Linked DNA regions of Mus musculus: all the other regions are linked to region 2. Evidence: chromatin contacts called from public Hi-C data. All regions are on one chromosome and are shown on one strand. The core of a region is the stretch at or near the end of the contact, and the rest is flanking DNA. Distances in the headings are between cores, read along the strand shown. Region 1 overlaps Nfib (nuclear factor I/B). Region 2 has its middle 4.1 kb from the start of Gm11267. Region 3 overlaps Nfib (nuclear factor I/B).

Region 1 (3,423 bases), core at 39-2,538, 290 kb after region 2:
TTATTTAGACTATCCTGGCATGTCTCCTAGGTTAGCATTTCCTGCTCAGGATTTCTTATCTTGACACAAAACTGCAGTCCGGGGCAGCTGGGTTGTTTCTGAAGTTCCTTGGGATGGTGGTGGTGGTGTGTGTGTGTGTGTTTGGGGGGCTGGGGGGAGGAGGGGAAGCTGGATTCCCATCTCTGAATCTTCTTTTCAGCTGTTGGCTCTAAAGTGTTCACATTTTTATACAGCATCCTGGGGCCCTAGCACCACTCCAGGACTAATAGAAATGCTGACAAGCTAGGTGGCATAGGTGAGTCCTTGGTTCAAGGCTGAGAATTATGAAATCTAAGGTTGCATCTGAGCAGGGTTTGGTACCAGGGCAGCTGCTGTTGTCATCCTTTGCTTTGAATAGTCTCGTGAAAGCAGTGACTTTCTGTCCTCATCAGCATCATTTGCACCTGTTGGGAGAGCAAAACTGAAGGCGGTAGTATTTTATTCAGATTATCCGAAATGGTTTTCACTCACTCGCTCACACACACACACACACACACACACACACACACACACACACACACACACAGTGTCTCTGTCTCTGATCTGGCTATTGGAAGCAGTGTTGAGACATCATTTTCGCCTACCTTTCTCCATTTATAAAGAGAGATTTGTCCAACTGGCCGTTTCCTTTTTATCTAGACAAACTCTTCAGAACACTTCCTAAGAAATTAATTGTATTCCAGCCAGACTTGCATGCTGCCATCCCACAGGAAATGGGTCAGCAATCCATTAAGATGCCATTAGATAATCTAATTTGGAACTTAATCTCTAAATTAACCATGCTCCATACTTGAAGCATACTTGAGAGAAAGAAAAAAAGTTTACGTTTGAATCGATAGGGGAGCCGAAGCGTGAAGAAGGCTGTTTGTTTTTTCTGTAGCTGTGGTCACGTCTCAAGCCGTCTGGTAACCAGGAGAAACCAGACATGATGTAATTCCAGATTGAACTTGAACTTCAGGGACTTAGCATGGGGGAACAATGGGCCATAGGAATCAATAATGTCCATTTTCCACATGATTATGTCTGGAGCTTTCCCGTCAACCCTTTTGGATGGACAGTGTGGCCAAAGCGAGATGATCCAGGGACAAGATGTTAGAGGAAAGAGAACAACTTTCTCCATGGTACTTTCAGAGCAGCGCTGCAGATTCCAGCGGGATTAGAAAAGTTCCCGCTCTGCAGTGAAGTGGGAGCTCGTTCAGAGCACTCTTTGTTCGCCTAGGTAGGACAAACTTAATCTTCCGTTTCCTGTCAGATGGTTTTTGGCAGCAGAGCCAGAGAGGGAGGAGCAGGATTCAGAACATTCTCAAAATGCAAACCTTACTGGTTAACCCTTTTGCAGCTAAAGGAAGTGTGCTAAATGCTGACCTTGTTTGAAGATGGTTTATGCAAAGCACCGTGTAAACACGCACACTCTCTGCTGAGGAAGTCAGCTCCATTGCGGCCCACACACCATCACTTCATTGTTGTGATCAAGGAGCTGGAACTAGGTGTACTGTGAATCAGGTCATATTTAAATAATAGAGCCTAGAAATGAATGTATTTTTATAGGAAATGCTACAGCAGTAAAGACAAAAGCCTGTTGAATTTCCACATGGGGAATAATAATATTTATGTTGCATATCAGAAAGTGTAGAAATAGAGTTTCCTCTCCTATTTTCTTCGTTCTGGGAGCTCTCTGCATATGTGAACACAGTGAAAGGGCCAATGTCATAAATATAATTGTTAACTCCTTGACATCTTACTCTTCAGAAATCTGGTATAAACAAGTCCTCTTCTTTAGAAGCAAAACTGTAAAAATAATACTAGTATTTGCTTTTAAGAAAAATCATTTGTGAAAGAGTCTCCTGGCTTTTATACAAACTCACATTTCTCTTTCATTTAGTATGCCTTTGGGGAGCCTTTCTGTGAAAAGCACTATTTTGGAGAACCGGAGTTTTTTTTTTTTTGGTAGGGAAATGTCTGTAGTTGAAGAATCACTTATGCAAATAAGAGGAGCAGTAACCCTTGTAACAATAGCATTGAAAAGAAGCCCAGGGGTGGAGAGGAATACAGACTAGAGAAAGGCTGGAAATCAACATGTGGGCTTCCCTGTGGCATGGTCTGGGAGGAGTAAATGACTACAGTTGGCCTGTATGTTTTTATATTTTAATTGGCAATAACATCCGGTAGCTTCATAAGTGTGTGTGTCTGTGTGTGTGTGTGTGTGTGTGTGTGTGTGTGTGTATGCATGCACGGGTGTCTTGTAATTGATTTGTAGTTAACAACTTCATAATTTTCTATCATAGGTTTTTTAGCTCTAAAATATGAGCAAAATCAAATCTTTAAAAAATATGCTTAATTTCCTGATTGAGGGGAAGGATTGCCCTTTAAATCTTATTTACATTTGACTGTTGTAAGCAAGTAAGTTTTTGTGACTTTTGAAGTGCCTGGGTTCCCTTGTTGAAGGGCCTTCTAACATCATGTGTGGAAGGAAGCCTCTATAGTAAAAGCAAAGGGTAGCAATGATCTGGTTCCCTAGACAGCTGCGCTGTCCCCATGTGAAGTCACTATTGCGTGTCGTCTTTTGCAGATGCAGTACTTCACTGGTATATGATACCCCCTTTTTTTTTTAAATTTGGAAAATACTTTCACTAATGCGTGCTACAATGAACCCTTGATCCAGCGTCCCCCAGAAGCAAAGCCGTCTGAAACAATTGACTATAAACCAATGAGGTTTGACAGCCTCCCATTTGATGTTATTTTCAAAAGTGTGGCTCCCCAAGGATTAACAATAAAGAAGGCTATTTACCTACTTAGTTAAGAAATAAATACACTTCTCTTTCATTACTATGAAGTGCTATTGCTTGCAGTTAGATTCATTCTATGAGCCACCTGCAGTTTATGATATTTGGTGTTTCCCAGAGAGCCCACTGGGGCCCTTTGCAGAGCAGGTAAGAGCTAGCGAGGGGGCTTTCTGATGCAGACTATTACAAATAGTTATAATCATTAGAAATCATCTTGCATGCAAATAGGATCATTCATATGGCGATAATGATCATTAAAAATGGGAAAAATAAATCAAAGAAATCCAGGACCTCTATAAAGCATGTAGTATAATTCACTTTCACTCTGGCCCCTTGTAAAAGGGGGCTCAAAAGCAAATTACTGTCATACATCCACATCTGCACACACACAAAACAAAGGCACATATTATTTTCAGTTGGAAAGCAACTAACATTGGATAAATCAATTACAGTTACTAATGTGGAATTATTCTTGTTCAGGAGATCTCATGCATCTAAGTGTCAGCCATAAGCCATTGGATATCATTTATAATTCACCTGCAGTACAAATATAGGAACAGGAAATTGAAATGTTTTTCACAGAGAGTTGAAGTAAAGAGTA
Region 2 (3,235 bases), core at 149-2,648:
TTCTTAGTCCCTGAAATCTGATTAGTGAAGAGGCTCAGCTCCCTGCAGCCATCGAGGAACTAGGCTGATGAAAGCCATGCCATCCTCACCATGTGACTTCTAGCTTATACTGCAGTACCAGTCAGCTCATAGATGGAGGGGAAGAGATTATACGCTGGCTGCTGAGAGGTTTCCAAGGCTTAAACTTGGAAGTAGAATATGTTCCTTTGACCTATGACCTACTAAATAGCTTTCAGTAGAAGACAGAAGAATCAGTGTCCAAGAATAAAAGTATAGCTGGGTCCAAGAGGAAAAGAAAAATGATTGAGAAATGTTGAGTCTCATTTCTTAAATTTTCTGAATCTTCATCGTTGATAAAATACATTCTAAATTTTCCTGTGATAATTACAAATGGTTTTTATCTAAAGGGATTCATGATCTTGGTCCATCTATTTACAATGTTCGTCCTTAGGTGTTCCTTTTCTCTTAGGCTCACAGGCTGGAATAAGCCTCATGGAAACCTGTGGTTATCTCATTGCTTGGTAGAAATTTCCTTCTGAGACTGAATAGTGACATCTATTTGACAGAGAGATTTGCCTTTGTAATAAGACACTTTAGGTGACACTGAAATTACATGACAGTTTTAAAAGACAGCCAGCTATTACAAGGCAAAATGTTGAATCCTTTCCTCTCTGGAGGACAGGTCCTTTTATTGGTTTCATACTAATAAGAAAAAGTGTGATATGCAGAAAGCTGCCTACAATTTTGTTCTTATGTAGATGAGGTTAAAGAGTATGTGTCCAAGGCAATCTTTAGAAGGAGGGTGGGATGGGAAAGGGGAGGAGAGGGAAGAGAAGAGGGCAGAGCTATGGAGGAGGAAAAGAGGGAGGAGGAAGGGGAGAGAGAAGGGGATTTCTCTTTCTGGTCCAACTTAGATTTAGGTTAATTCTTTGAATTCTAAATGAGCCTACAATTTACAAAGTAGGGATGTTAGGCCTTCTCTCTCTCTCTCTCTCTCTCTCTCTCTCTCTCTCTCTCACACACACACACACACACACACACACACACACACAGTGCCCTACATCTTCCATCACTGGGAGCACTGCCACCTGGCAGGGGTAACGTTCACTGCCTGAAGAGGCTGGCTGGAAACCATCGCCTAGTTCTTAAAGAAACAAGGCTGTATTTTTAACAGAGCTTATCTCCCCTGCCCGAGAAGAGGGGCACCCTGTCTGCATTATATCATGGCCACAGATGCTGGGATCCCCAGAATGTACATCTGGGTGATTCCACACCTCCATTAAAAAGAGGACCTCAGACACGTGTATAAGAAAAAGACAAAGGGAATAATTCTGCTCAATGTAGAAATGGTCAGTCGATATACACCTCCTAAACAGTGCTAAGTAAGACAGAAGCTGTTACTTACAATGCTCCTGTCCAGACTGGGCTCCAGAGTCTTTCTGGCCTTAGCAATGTCTTTTGTTTAGGCACTGAAAAACTGTAAGTTGATAACCTTTTCTTATGGATGACATAAAGAATAACACAAAATGGAAGGGGAAAAGGAAGGGAAAAATAAAGGAAGGAAGGAAGGAAGGAAGGAAGGAAGGAAGGAAGGAAGGAAGGGATTTTCTAGCACGTTTTTGGCATCTAATGTTTTGTTCCAAGACTAATGTGCCATGCCATCTGCCAAGTTACCATGTCTTTATTAGGTTGCTATGGTATGTAAAGAGAAAAATGCTTTGTAAAGGGTCCGAGTGGTGTTTTTTTAGTTCCCTCTTCAACTTAATAAGCTTTTTTTTAAAAGGTGATAAAATTTTGTTAAAAATATTGCAACAATGCTACCCACTAATATTAGCACTGTATTTTACTTTATGGTTTTAATTTTTTTGGACCTAAAAATAATTCTGAGGTTTAGAATATTTTAGATTTGTAAGCTAGCAAATTAAAAAAAAACCCTCTATTATATCCTCAGAACTAGAGGGGGAGAAAGGGGCCCTTCTCACTCTCTTTGGATTGTGCGTGAACTGGGAATTCAGGACAGGAGCTCGGTGAAGGGAGATGTGGCACTTGTGAGCTTTTTTGACAGAAACTAATGATTGTCTCCTTGTGGTTTACTCATCTGACTATTTGACCTCTGCCTCTCTAACTGGGGCCTGAGGTAGCAAGTGGATCCAGCTTCATCCTGGTTGTAAATGTCCTTAAGGAGAGGGTATGTATGGTTTTATGCTTCTCTTCCTCTGCCTCTAAGCTTTCAAGTTTTATTTCTTCTCTGTATCTTACAAATGAAAATTTAAGGCTATGTCCAATGGCACATGCATATGTACATACACATACTTGAGAGAAACAGCAATGATCTGCAGTGTGTGTGTGTGTGTGTGTGTGTGTGTGTGTGTGTGAGAGAGAGAGAGAGAGAGAGAGAGAGAGACCTTCTATGTGAGAAGCCAAAGCCATCAACTGTCATCTCTGTTATTCACTGTCATACTTGCTTGATATAGGGTCTTTCATTGAACCTGGAACTAGGCTGGTAGACAGTAAGTACCAATGAGCCTTCCTTCTCTGCCCCTGACCGCACTGGGTTCCAGGTGCAGACAGCCACACCTGTCTTTGTATGTAGGGACTAGTGTCTGAGCCCCAGGCTGCCATGCCTGTGCAGCTGCAGCCACTGTCCTTGCTCACTGAGCCATCCCGCCAGCCTCAATAGACAGTTTTGACAGCACTTTGGAATTCATTGTAGCCAGAGGGTGGGAGAAAAGTTCTCTGGTCCACCTGTTCACTCTTATCAATGGGTAAAGACTACGAAAGATTTTTCTGGAAAAGAATTTCTATGATCCATGACCTAATACTCTCATTACAAACCTTAAAATGTCATCTTCCCTAGATAATTAAAATGATATGATACTGAACACTTCTGGAATGCTCAAATTATTTCTTGTCAATGCAAACCAGTATTTCTGGGTTCTGTTCAGATCTGCCGTGGGGAAGTCCCATTCCTAAGAACAACCAAGGGGATATAGAATACAGAACTACCAAGGGCATCTTGACCCCATAGGAAGAACAACAATATCAACTAACCAGACCCCCACCCCAGAGCTCCCAGGGACTAAACCACCAACCAAAAAGTATACATGGCTGGGTATACTGAAGTCTGTGGCTGCAGCTCCATATATAGCAGAGGATTGCCTTATCTGGCATCAAGGAAAGGGAGGGTCTTAGTCCTGTGGAGGCTTGATGCCCCAGCGTAGGGTGATGCTAGAGG
Region 3 (3,243 bases), core at 561-3,060, 270 kb after region 2:
CAGCTAGAAGATCTTTGTGCCAGTAATGAGTCTATTCATAGTTACAGTATCCAGGTCTCTGTTGTAATTTTGATCTTATGTCTAGTATTTTTTTCTGTTTCATCTATAAAAAGAAAGAAAGAAAGAAAGAAAGAAAGAAAGAAAGAAAGAGAGAAAAAATGAAAGAAGAAAAAAAAACCTTGCTCATTTACAACAACTTTTACGACTTTGGGAAATCTATAGAACATTTTACTATACCACTGTTAAGCTGTACTAAGATTAGAGTATATGAGTATATGTGTATTAAATATAAAGCTCAGGGAAAAAACCTTTTTGTATTAGTTTGTTAAATAAAGCAGAATGATCCTTTCTGGATGCTTTGATTTTAAACATAAAATACTGCACCCCTTGTGTGGCTTAGAAAGTTACCTTTGCTTTTAGTTTTACTAATTAATTATAAAATCAAATATTAACATTTTGGAGTTAAACACATGTATTTGTGCCTTTAAAAAAAGTCCACATGACGTACTGATGATGAGACTGCAGACAATTAAGGAAGTGGGGGAAGACCTTGGGATGCCAGTTTAGAAACGAAATTTGCTCCCAGAGTATGGATTCAAAAGTCTGTTTCATAGTGTATTTTGCTAGACTCAGCTGGGAACAGTGCACACAAGGTCTGATTTTAATTTGTTTAGAATTTCCATGAATAACAAAGTCTAATTAAGACATCCATTAAAAGTCCTTAACGTTAATTCAGTGTGGAAAATCTTAGAGTTCCATTGGATTTTTTTTTTCTTAAACTGATGTCTTAATTAGGCACTGTTAGGGGGAAAATTATGCAAATTAAAATCAGGCCCTTAGTGTTACGCATTTCTTTAATTATTCAGTACTTGTTTTACATATATTTCGATTTCTGTATAAGTTAAGAGTGCATATTAGGTGATAATCTGCCTCTTTTGTCTCAGTTTTTTTCCTCTATGTTTTCAAAGTAAAGATGCAGCTTCTAGGAGAGCATCCTGCCCCCCTCTCTGTTGGAAGCCAACAGTTAGAAGAAAACCCGTGAGAGTTTGATATACTGGGAGAGACGATAACTAGGCTAGCCCACTGCTGGTGCTGTCCATCTTCAGATTGTAGCTTCACAGGTTTAAATGGGTGTGAACCTGAAGAGTGGAAGGTCCTTTGACCCTGGTGTTTTAGAGACGACTGCATGGGCTTAGGCACTCTTTGTCCCTTTTCTTACTTTTGGATGGGAGAGCACCTGTCTGTTCCTGTAGACAGAGTGTACCCTGCACAAACTTAGCATCAGTGATGGCGTGTGTTGAGATTCTAGCTATTTGACTTCTGTTTCAGGTAGGTATGGACTGTTTTGGTGAACAACATGCAGAAACACTTTTGCAGTTGATTGCATCACTCGTGCAAGAGAGAGAGGGACAGACAGAGGGAGAGGGAGAGGGAGAGGGAGAGGGAGAGAGAGAGAGAGAGAGAGTGAGAGAGAGAGAGAGAGAGAGAGAGAGAGAGAGAGAGAGCTTTCTTCTTTCCAAGGACATACACAAAGCAGTCATTTATAATTTTTATAATCTTCCCATAGCCAGAAGTTGATCTTGTCACAAAAATGGGTCTTTATAGTGAATGGCAGAATTTTTTTTTAAAAGAATGTTATACCCATTTTGATGGTTAATTTTAAACTTAAAGCCAGTTGATTTGTGTTTCGGGGTAAGACTGTTGCTCTGCCCCTTTCCAATGCTGGAAATGCAGTGTGAGCAACAGTTCTCAAACCCTGTCGTCAGCTGCTGCTTTTCAGGGCCATGCTGATCTGGACTCTTACGCAAGGAGATGCCTTCTCCTCCCAACAGCCATCTGGAGATTAATTCCATTAGTGCTGCACCAATTATAGTTAGACAGTCATGCTATTCAGTGGAATATTTTGAACAAGATATAATTCTCCCATAGGTTTCCACAGAGAAAAACTCCAGTTTATTTTCCCAACATAAAGTTAAATACTTAAGAGTGCCCATGATGAATTGTCAGGATATTCAGAGTTAATTTTTAAAAATAAAAAGGAAGAAGTAACCCCTCTGTAACCTGCCCAAACTCAATCCATACCTCTAAGTCAATATATTCAAGCGCTATTATCTATCTTTCTCTAAAGAAATAGTCAGTTATGGTGTTTATGTTGATATTTAGACATGTCGTGTTTCGTTGATTTCTTTATTTTGCAAAGTTGGGATTATAAAGAACATACACTTGGGGAGAATACGCGCCAGGAAATTGTTAGAAAGACCATGCAGTGAAGTGTGAGTATAAATAACACTGGCACTCTCTACCTGGAATAATATATTCCAGGCTTTCTAATGTACCCAAAATCAATGTTTTTGTCTCCTACCAAAAAAAAATTATTGAGTGGTTAAAATTCAAGTAATCATGTATTTAAATTGTGAAACTGGAGAGAGCATTTTCTTCATTAATTCCCACCAATGTCTATGTAACTCTTCGTGCCCAGCAAAGTGAGCCACAAAGGGCAGTGTGCATTCGATGCTCCTTGTGTCCACTTTGGGACATCAGAGACATTCCTTTGAGGATATTTTATTCTGAAGCATAATGCCTGACTTACTTTCACATTTTATAACTGAGTTTGCAACTGAAATCTTAGATGCTTTAAATTTCATTCTGTTTGCTTGCATCAGCAAATCATTGAAAGTAGACTGGACACCTTGGAGTCTAAATTACCTGAAATATATGTCCTGTAATACCTGTGTGCAAGAGAGAGGAAGCTGGAATTTTTACATGCATAGGAAATGACTGTACGTGATGGAAACTACATAGTGTTGGACATGTTTCCTATTTCTTGACGTTCTTGTGTCCCTTATTGTCCATCGTTCAGTAGGAGAACATTGTACCAAGAGGGAAACCGAGAAGGAGGAGCAGAACGTTGGATTGCTGGGTTCTTACTGCAGAGAATTCAGTAAGGAATTCCACTGTAGCTTTACCTCAGCACCAGGCTCCGTGTGTGTTTTCCAGCCTACTACATGAGAGGGTCAGGTCAACTGGACTCTTAGGGGTGCTGTAAAGAGGAAGTCACCTGTGCAAAGTGCAACGATGATCAAACCCTTCTTTAAGTACTGTGTGTGCTGCTGCTTACTATTAAACATTGATCAGCTCCCAGCGCAGGCCTGAGAGGGCCTGTATGGCGACTCTCTACCCTGTGCAGAATCCCCGAGTGTATACTGAGAGGAGTTGCTGGACAGGATGACTGTCTTTTGGATT

Evidence for each region. A called contact is a pair of places that touch in the nucleus more often than the background predicts.
Region 1: a contact with region 2 is called in a Hi-C map of the N1E-115 cell line, with 4 times the contacts expected there. The contact joins two enhancer-like sites. A contact is called at or near these places in 4 of 484 Hi-C or Micro-C datasets (the N1E-115 cell line, Sertoli cells, cerebral cortex and 1 more) and 1 of 9 other capture datasets (embryonic stem cells).
Region 3: a Hi-C map of cerebellar granule neurons shows a contact between it and region 2, with 2.2 times the contacts expected there. The contact joins two enhancer-like sites. A contact is called at or near these places in 1 of 15 datasets of contacts at CTCF or cohesin (the NIH/3T3 cell line) and 5 of 484 Hi-C or Micro-C datasets (cerebellar granule neurons, liver, muscle stem cells and 1 more).

Annotation. Positions count from the first base shown.
Region 1 is chr4:82,302,251-82,305,673 of GRCm38.p6, reverse strand. All of the region lies in intron 11 of Nfib (nuclear factor I/B), which reads left to right. Among named protein-coding and RNA genes, the nearest start is that of Nfib, 200 kb to the left of the region's middle. Within about 2 kb of position 1,288, at least 116 of the 459 cell types and tissues checked have an H3K27ac peak or open chromatin away from gene starts, as enhancers often do. A contact at or near this core is called in the N1E-115 cell line and cerebral cortex, where this site is marked.
Region 2 is chr4:82,590,709-82,593,943 of GRCm38.p6, reverse strand. No RefSeq gene overlaps it. Among named protein-coding and RNA genes, the nearest start is that of Gm11267, 4.1 kb to the right of the region's middle. Within about 2 kb of position 1,398, at least 16 of the 459 cell types and tissues checked have an H3K27ac peak or open chromatin away from gene starts, as enhancers often do. A contact at or near this core is called in the N1E-115 cell line, cerebellar granule neurons and cerebral cortex, where this site is marked.
Region 3 is chr4:82,323,743-82,326,985 of GRCm38.p6, reverse strand. The region is part of intron 8 of Nfib (nuclear factor I/B); the gene reads left to right. Among named protein-coding and RNA genes, the nearest start is that of Nfib, 180 kb to the left of the region's middle. Within about 2 kb of position 1,810, at least 10 of the 459 cell types and tissues checked have an H3K27ac peak or open chromatin away from gene starts, as enhancers often do. A contact at or near this core is called in cerebellar granule neurons, where this site is marked.